2 separate regions of the Mus musculus genome follow, and region 2 is linked to region 1. The links are chromatin contacts, called in public Micro-C maps. All regions are on one chromosome and are shown on one strand. The core of a region is the stretch at or near the end of the contact, and the rest is flanking DNA. Distances in the headings are between cores, read along the strand shown.

What was found. A called contact is a pair of places that touch in the nucleus more often than the background predicts.
Region 2: a contact with region 1 is called in a Micro-C map of embryonic stem cells, with 3 times the contacts expected there. The contact joins the promoter of Ptger3 here to the promoter of AI606473 in region 1. A contact is called at or near these places in 1 of 39 promoter capture datasets (cranial neural crest) and 1 of 484 Hi-C or Micro-C datasets (embryonic stem cells).

Annotation. Positions count from the first base shown.
Region 1 is chr3:154,329,044-154,332,508 of GRCm38.p6, reverse strand. It overlaps AI606473 (expressed sequence AI606473), which reads right to left and starts at 1,688. Exons shown (of 3, transcript NR_040387.1): 1 at 1,446-1,688; 2 at 4-150. It overlaps Lhx8 (LIM homeobox protein 8), which reads left to right and starts at 1,949. Exons shown (of 9, transcript NM_010713.2): 1 at 1,949-2,237. The coding sequence starts at 2,157.
Region 2 is chr3:157,565,160-157,568,624 of GRCm38.p6, reverse strand. It overlaps Ptger3 (prostaglandin E receptor 3 (subtype EP3)), which reads right to left and starts at 1,749. Exons shown (of 4, transcript NM_001359745.2): 1 at 780-1,749. The coding sequence starts at 1,607.

The DNA.
Region 1 (3,465 bases), core at 439-2,938:
TACCACGGGGTAGCCCCTGGAGCGCGCTGGACACAGGCAATTATGCTGCTGGTGAGTTCGCAGTCCCGCCGGGCGCCGGGAGCAGGGCGGACGCCAGACCAGCCCTTTAGACTCCAGTCTGACGTCCTCCTTCTCTAAGCCCGGAAGCCTCTAAAAAAGAATCATTTCCTCCACTTATGCAGAGATAGGAGCTCTCAGATCAAGATTAGTATGTTGAAAACCTGATTGAGAGCAGCCTGATTAGGCGAGGGTGGGTGGAAAGGCGGCGTACACGACGGCGCCCCCTCCCTATGTCCCCCAAAAGCTCTAGCGCGCTGGGCTCTCCAGATGACCGGCACAGACCATTCTCGCTAGCAGGCAAAGGGAACTTCAGAGTTACGTTGCAATACTTAGCACAAAAGACTGTAAGTAATTCTCCAAGCTAGACTCTAGTTTTAGTTCCTCATCCAGGGAGTCGGTCCAACGCCCGACCTGCTGGAGCCAGCATTCCGCACCAGTCTCTCTCTCTCTCTCTCTCTCTCTCTCTCTCTCTCTCTCTCTCTCTCTCTCTCTCTCTCATCTCTGATCAGAATCGTATGGAAAATACTTTATTATGTGGATTCCCTCACCCACTCCTGATTTTCGCTTTTGACGAAAATCAGCAGCAGAAGCCACAGAAGCAGCAGCAGCAACAACAACCACTATTTAGCTTTTCGGGCAGTCGGTCCAAACCTCCACCGTTCTATGCTTTACCAGAATACAGTCGATTCTTAAATCTCAGGTCCCTCATACTCCACGCTAAATTTAATGGAGATCTCCTGATGGGCATCGGCCAGAGGGTGCTAATATGAAAGTGTATGTAATGGCTGAAAAGGAGAGCCGAGATGGCGTATGTTCAAACGTCCTCTGTGTTTAAGGAGGAAAGGGGCAATCAAAGAAAACCTTTAATCCCTGCCCACCCCAATGCTCATTTTGTCCAGAGAAAGTGTGGTCAGCATTAGTTGCTGCTGGCCCCTCCACTACCCCTGATGGCTGGTCTGGGTTCTTCTTCTCCCGCTAAAATAAGACAAGGGAGTAAGATTGCTCTTCCTTGTGTTTCACTACATATATTTCTGTCTAACTAAGGTAACAAAAGCATGGTTTTGTTATAAGGCTTGAGAAACTGACTCCAGGATGTTCTTATATCACTTAAATTCCAAACGTTTCTCTTTTGCTTATCTAAAGGGACAAATAAATAAAAGTAATTAAAAAATAACTTCTTACAAAATTTTTCTTCTATAAACAAAGTGAGACCTCATAAACAAACAAACAAAAAACCTCACACTTTCCAATTCAGATAAAAATTATCTCTACCCTACTCACATTCAAACGTTCACACTTAAGCACGGGAATGTGGAGTGCGCAGCAGTCTATCTATGGCATACCGTTTGTCTAGAATTAAAGAAAATAAAAAAATCGTAACATACTTTCGTTTTTCTTGTATCCTTGATTTCAAATCTAGTCGCGAATCAAATCTAGTCCTTCGTTTGTCCCTTCATTATCTTAACGGGAAAACCTTTCGAAAATGTAGAGAGAACCATTGGTGCGCATTTAGGGAGACCTAAGACTTGGGAATCCAGAAGACCTCCGCTTTCCCTCCGTGAGCCGCTGAAAGAGCTGTAACCCGAATCTTTGTTTAGGTTTTGGCTGGGGAGCGAGAATTTAAAGACAACTCAGAGGCAGAAAGCTTATTCTTAAAAAGAAAAAAAAAAGGCAAGTTAACGGACATCCGCAATTCCCCCCCACCTTTAACACTGAACTCAGAGTAAGTTGTCTGGTGCAGATAAAGATCTTAACATGTAGAGAAGGCGGGTTTTTCATAAGGAGGTGAGGCTGTCCCTTCAGGAAAAGACTTTTCCCCCACACCCCCTCCTCTCTGCGAGGTTCCACCCTCTGGAAAACACAACTTTCCCTCTTTTCCTGGAGGGACAGGCCTTAGTGTGGCTGAGAGAGGAAGAACAGTGGGTCAGAGAGTGGTTACGGTCACTGTGGCCTTTTTGGAACAAGACACACTGGTGGCATCGCTGTTCTGCCTGTTAGCTTTCCTTGGCCTTTGGGGGCGGAGGAGGGGACACTGCGGACACCCACAGCCTCTGACCCTCTGGAGCTGGTATGTGACGAGCAGCGCCTGCGGGGCCATGTATTGGAAGAGCGATCAGATGTTTGTGTGTAAGCTGGAGGGAAAGGAAGTGCCGGAGCTGGCGGTTCCCCGCGAGAAGGTAAGCGAGCCTACACCGGGCGGGATCTGTTGAATAGGAGTTTCCTTGAGAGAAGAGAGTTGTCCGGCCCCTAAACCAGGCTGGGAAACTACCTGTCACTGCCTCGTCTCCAGACCTGACAATTTTTTTTATTACGTAGTAGCGTTAGGTAGTAATCACTCCGTCCCCTCCCCACGGGCTCACTTAACCTAAGGCATGGACACTCTAATTTGGGAGACGAAACCTGGAGCCTAAGACGCTCACGGGGCAACGTGAGTCCTGCTTGTATTCTACGTGACGGGCTGTTCGCGGCAGTCTGGGGCAGGGGCCGGGGGTCTAGGTGTTTGTCTCAGGGCACCAGATACCAATGGCTGCGCTCTGCTGAACGCTGGCTCTTGCCACGGATAAGGTGAATGTGGGGCTTGAGACCCGGCGGCGACAGACCTGGGGACTTGAGTCTTCCAGGGCCCGCCCGCTCTTAGAAAGGGACAAAAGAACGATTTCGTTGGAAATACCAAAAGGGCAAATTTCGCAGTACGAGGCGAGCCTAACGGGGAGACCTGGCAAGCTGTCACCTACTCCGGAGGCAAGACCCGTGGGTGCTCGCATTTTATGGTGGAACTCGGTTCCTAAACTGTTGGAGAGCAGGGCCGGGGTGGGGGTATCGGCTGGACATGGGCAGAGTAGTGCTGGCTTCGTGTTTGTCTGACGGTTGCGGGTAGCGTTTCTGTCTGGATGCTTTCTGTCCACGAAGACGCGCCCGGGAGCAGCTGCGCCGGGGCTACCCAGGCGTGCGGCCGCTGGCTCACCTGGAGCTTTCGGAAGACAGAGGAAAAGGAGACAAAGGGACGCAAAAGCGAGGGGTGTGGGCTGCTGGAATCCGCGGACCCACTCGCCCTAAACTAGACTTCTCAGAGAGATTGCATTCGTTTATAGAACAAAACTGAAAGTGCAGCCAGGGATTGGGGACACTTGAGCGACGCGTCCGCGTGCTCTAAAATATTCTGACCCGCATTGGGTGAGTTTTTTTTTTTTTTTAATGGAACAAATTAAATTCAGCTGGATATTTCCATTATTCGGCCCGCTTTTGCACTGGTTAAAACTAATCCTTTAGTAGCTAAAATGTTGACTTACTGAGCACTAAGTGGCAATTCACACCTTAAAGAAACCAGTGTAAATCGCTTACGGTTCTAATTGCTTCAAGTTTACCAAAGAGCTGCTGGCTCCGTTTAATCTGAAGCATTTTCAT
Region 2 (3,465 bases), core at 500-2,999, 3.2 Mb before region 1:
CAGAAGTTTCTAGCTACAAGTGCCACAGGAAAAAAAAAAAAACCCTCAAAAACACCATGTGAGAGTTGGGGATAGGGAGCATGCGGAAGCATGGCTTCCTCTGGGTAGTTCTGTGATGGATACGATGCCAAGGACCGAGAAACCCTTACCTCCTGTCTCTGGAATTGCGGAGATCTGCGATTCACTCCTCTATAAGGATGGGGGGGGGGGGCACAAGTGTGTGTGTGTTGGGGGGGGTAGTGCGTGTGTGTGTGTGTGTGCTACTGGAGAGTCCTCCACTTTGGTGTACACAGTACCCGGCTTCTTAGGGGGCTGCGGCATCTGTGCCTTCCTGACCCTCCCTGCAGACAGTAGCTACCTGAGAACCTTTAGTGCTGGCAACAGAAAGACAGTTTGCCAAGAAGGTTAGTTGCTGTGCGGCTGAAGCCATAGGACCTGCCTGGCTCCCAGGTGCCCAAACATCGCAGCGGGATTAGCAGGTTGAGCTAGAGTTGTCATCATACCTCCTCTTATAACGCAAGGGGCAAACATCAGTCTGCACTGGCTTGAGCAGCGTCTACCCACCTCTGTGCCTAGGCTGTTTGCATCTTCACAAGCGCCTGGCAAGTCTGGACCGACTTGACTAGCTCTTGTAAGCTCCGCAAGCGGCTTAGGCTCTTGGCTGGAGGCTGCAACCCGGGGCCGCATGAGCGGCAGGAATTCTGGGTGCTAGTCACTTTCAGAAAGTTTCCCTACATTTACGGCTCCCTACAAACGCCCCCACTCTACCAACTACTTACCAATAGCGGCGACCAACAGACGGACAGCACACACATGATCCCCATGAGCTGGATGGCCGTCTCCGTGGTGATTCTGCCCCACTGGGCGCTGGACTGCGAGACGGCGGCTTTGGCCCGACAGCGGGACACCAGGGCTTTGATGGTCGCCAGGTTGCAGGCAAAGGTCACCACCAGAGCCAGCAAGCCCAAGCAGGCGAAGGCGGAGGCAAAGGCCACGCTGCCCGGCTCGCGCGCAGGGTCTGTCTCGTTGCCCGCCGGCCCGGTGCTGATGAAGCACCACGTGCCCGGCCACTGCACGCTGTAGCGGCCCACGCCCAGCACCGGCAGCAGCGCGAAGGCGAGCACAGACAGCCACACGCCCAGCAGTACCGCGCGCGTGGCGCGAGTCTTCATGTGGCTGGCATACCAGTGCGGCGCACGGATGGCCAGGGCGCGCTCCACGGCCATGGCGCTGGCCACCAGGAGCGAGGATAGCCCGAACACTGTCATGGTTAGCCCGAAGAAGGTGCACAGACGCCCCGATGGGTCGAGCTGCTCCCAGCGTCGCTGTGACAGGTACACGAGGATGACCACCGGGCTGGTCAGGAGCTGCCCCACTAAGTCGGTGAGCGCCAGCCAGCCAATGCACAGCAGGAAAGACTTCTTGCGCTTGCTCTCGCGGCGCCGGTAGCTGCGCGACACGAGCAGCATGGCCAGCGCGTTGCCCACGAAGCCAGTGACCATCATGGTGATGGGAAAGGCCACGGACACGGAGCCGCAGTCGTCGGTAGTACTTGACAGGTTGCTGTGCGCTTCAGCAGAGTGCTCCGGCGCCCACATGCTAGCCATAGTGGCGGGGCCACGGTAGGGCGCACGGGGCCGGAGCCTCCCGGCTCAGCTGCGGGATAGCAGCAGAGTGCACTGGGGGACAGCCGGAGCCCAGGCTCTGCTCTCCATCGCCCGCCGCCTCCCGCGCTAGGCTGCGGGGACTGGACAGGCGCCGCCCGACGCCGCGCGAGGCTCCTCCCGCGCCTTGGAGCTCGAGGGGCGGTGCTGCGAGTAGGCAGGCGAAGGGCGGTGTGGGCTGGGATCACCTGGCGCCGCGCCCCCTAGGTCTGCCTCTCCAGCTCTGGGACTCTGTAAAGTGCTCATCAGCCTTTGGGTTACGTGACACTGGAGAAAAGACGAAATCTGACATGTTAGTAGCTGCGTGAATCGCAATGCTGATTTCTCCTCATGTTTGACTGTCATTGAATTTGTTTTATTTAATATATATATATAAATATATATATGTATATGTATCAATATCATATGTATATACATATGATACTCACATCTGGGAAAGAATAGGGATGAGTTTGTGTTTTAAGTCTTCCTGAAACTATTGCCTTATTTTACTTTGGACTAATTCCAAACTCATATTGGTAAAATACTTTTCTAGGATAATGTCAGTTTAAAAATCCAAAACCAAGTAAGCACACAGGTGAAAGTACATAGCAAATTCACATTTTCACTGAGTGACATTTCAGTATAATGATACATTTAAATTTTAAGAGTATTCTGGAATTCATACATCAAAGAAAATATGCCACCCTTTAGTTAGATCAAAAATTTTATATTTATTAATAACTAACTTGTTTACATTATCATCCCCCTATTTCCCACCCCGCTGTGTGTGTGTGTGTGTGTGTGTGAGAGAGAGAGAGAGAGAGAGAGAGAGAGAGAGAGAGAGAGAGAGAGAGAGAGAGAGAGAGAGAGTCCTTTCGTATTTACATTGAGGTCAGACTTCAACATGGAGTGTCTTCCACTGTGACTCCCGGCCTGGTATGGCCTCACACACCCAAGCCCAACAGCCAGGCTACTTTTACTCAGGTGTTGGGAATCCCAATTCAGGTCTTCCTTTGAGTGGTTAGCATTCTATTCATTAGGTCACTTCCCCCTGCCTAATGCTTACTGAGAAGGTCGACCATAAGAACATGTATTGGCAAAGATAGTTAATCAATCTCTCTCTCTCTCTCCCTCTCTCTCTCTCTCCCTCTCTCTCTCTCTTATTGGATATTTTCATTTACATTTCATGTTATCCCCTTTCCCGCCCCTCCCTGTAACACCCTATCACATCTCTCCCCCTGCTTCTAAGAGGGTGTTCCTCCACCCACCCACCCACTCCCACCTCCCCACCTTTGATTCCCCTACACTGGGGCATCTATCCAACCTTCATAGGACCAAGGACCTCTCCTTCCACTTGATACCATGACAAGACCATCCTCTGCTACATATGCAGCTGGAGCCATGTGTATTCCTTTGTTGACAGCTCTTAACAAAGTTTCAGAAACCCTTCTCTTCTTGAAGCATTTTTTTTTTCCCAGCCAGAGTTACCTACATTTTAGCTGTTCACCCTGCAAATAAGTAACTTTTAGATTCTCCTGGTTGTTTTCCTGTTGGTTCTTTTGCTAGCTGCCAAGAGTTGACTTAGTTCATTTGAAACGACACTCCCCTCTAGTGGCTAAACTGCTAACATGCACTATCTTGTATTAAAGAGAATTTCTTTAAAACATTTTTTTTTTTAATTCTTTAATCCCCCTCCTGGTCTGCCTTCTAACTGTTCCACATCCCATACCTCCTCCTCCCCCCAAAACCCCGGCTCCAAGAGGATGTTCCCCACCCCCCACCCCTCAAGACCTTCCCCACTCCTTGAAACCTGAAGTCT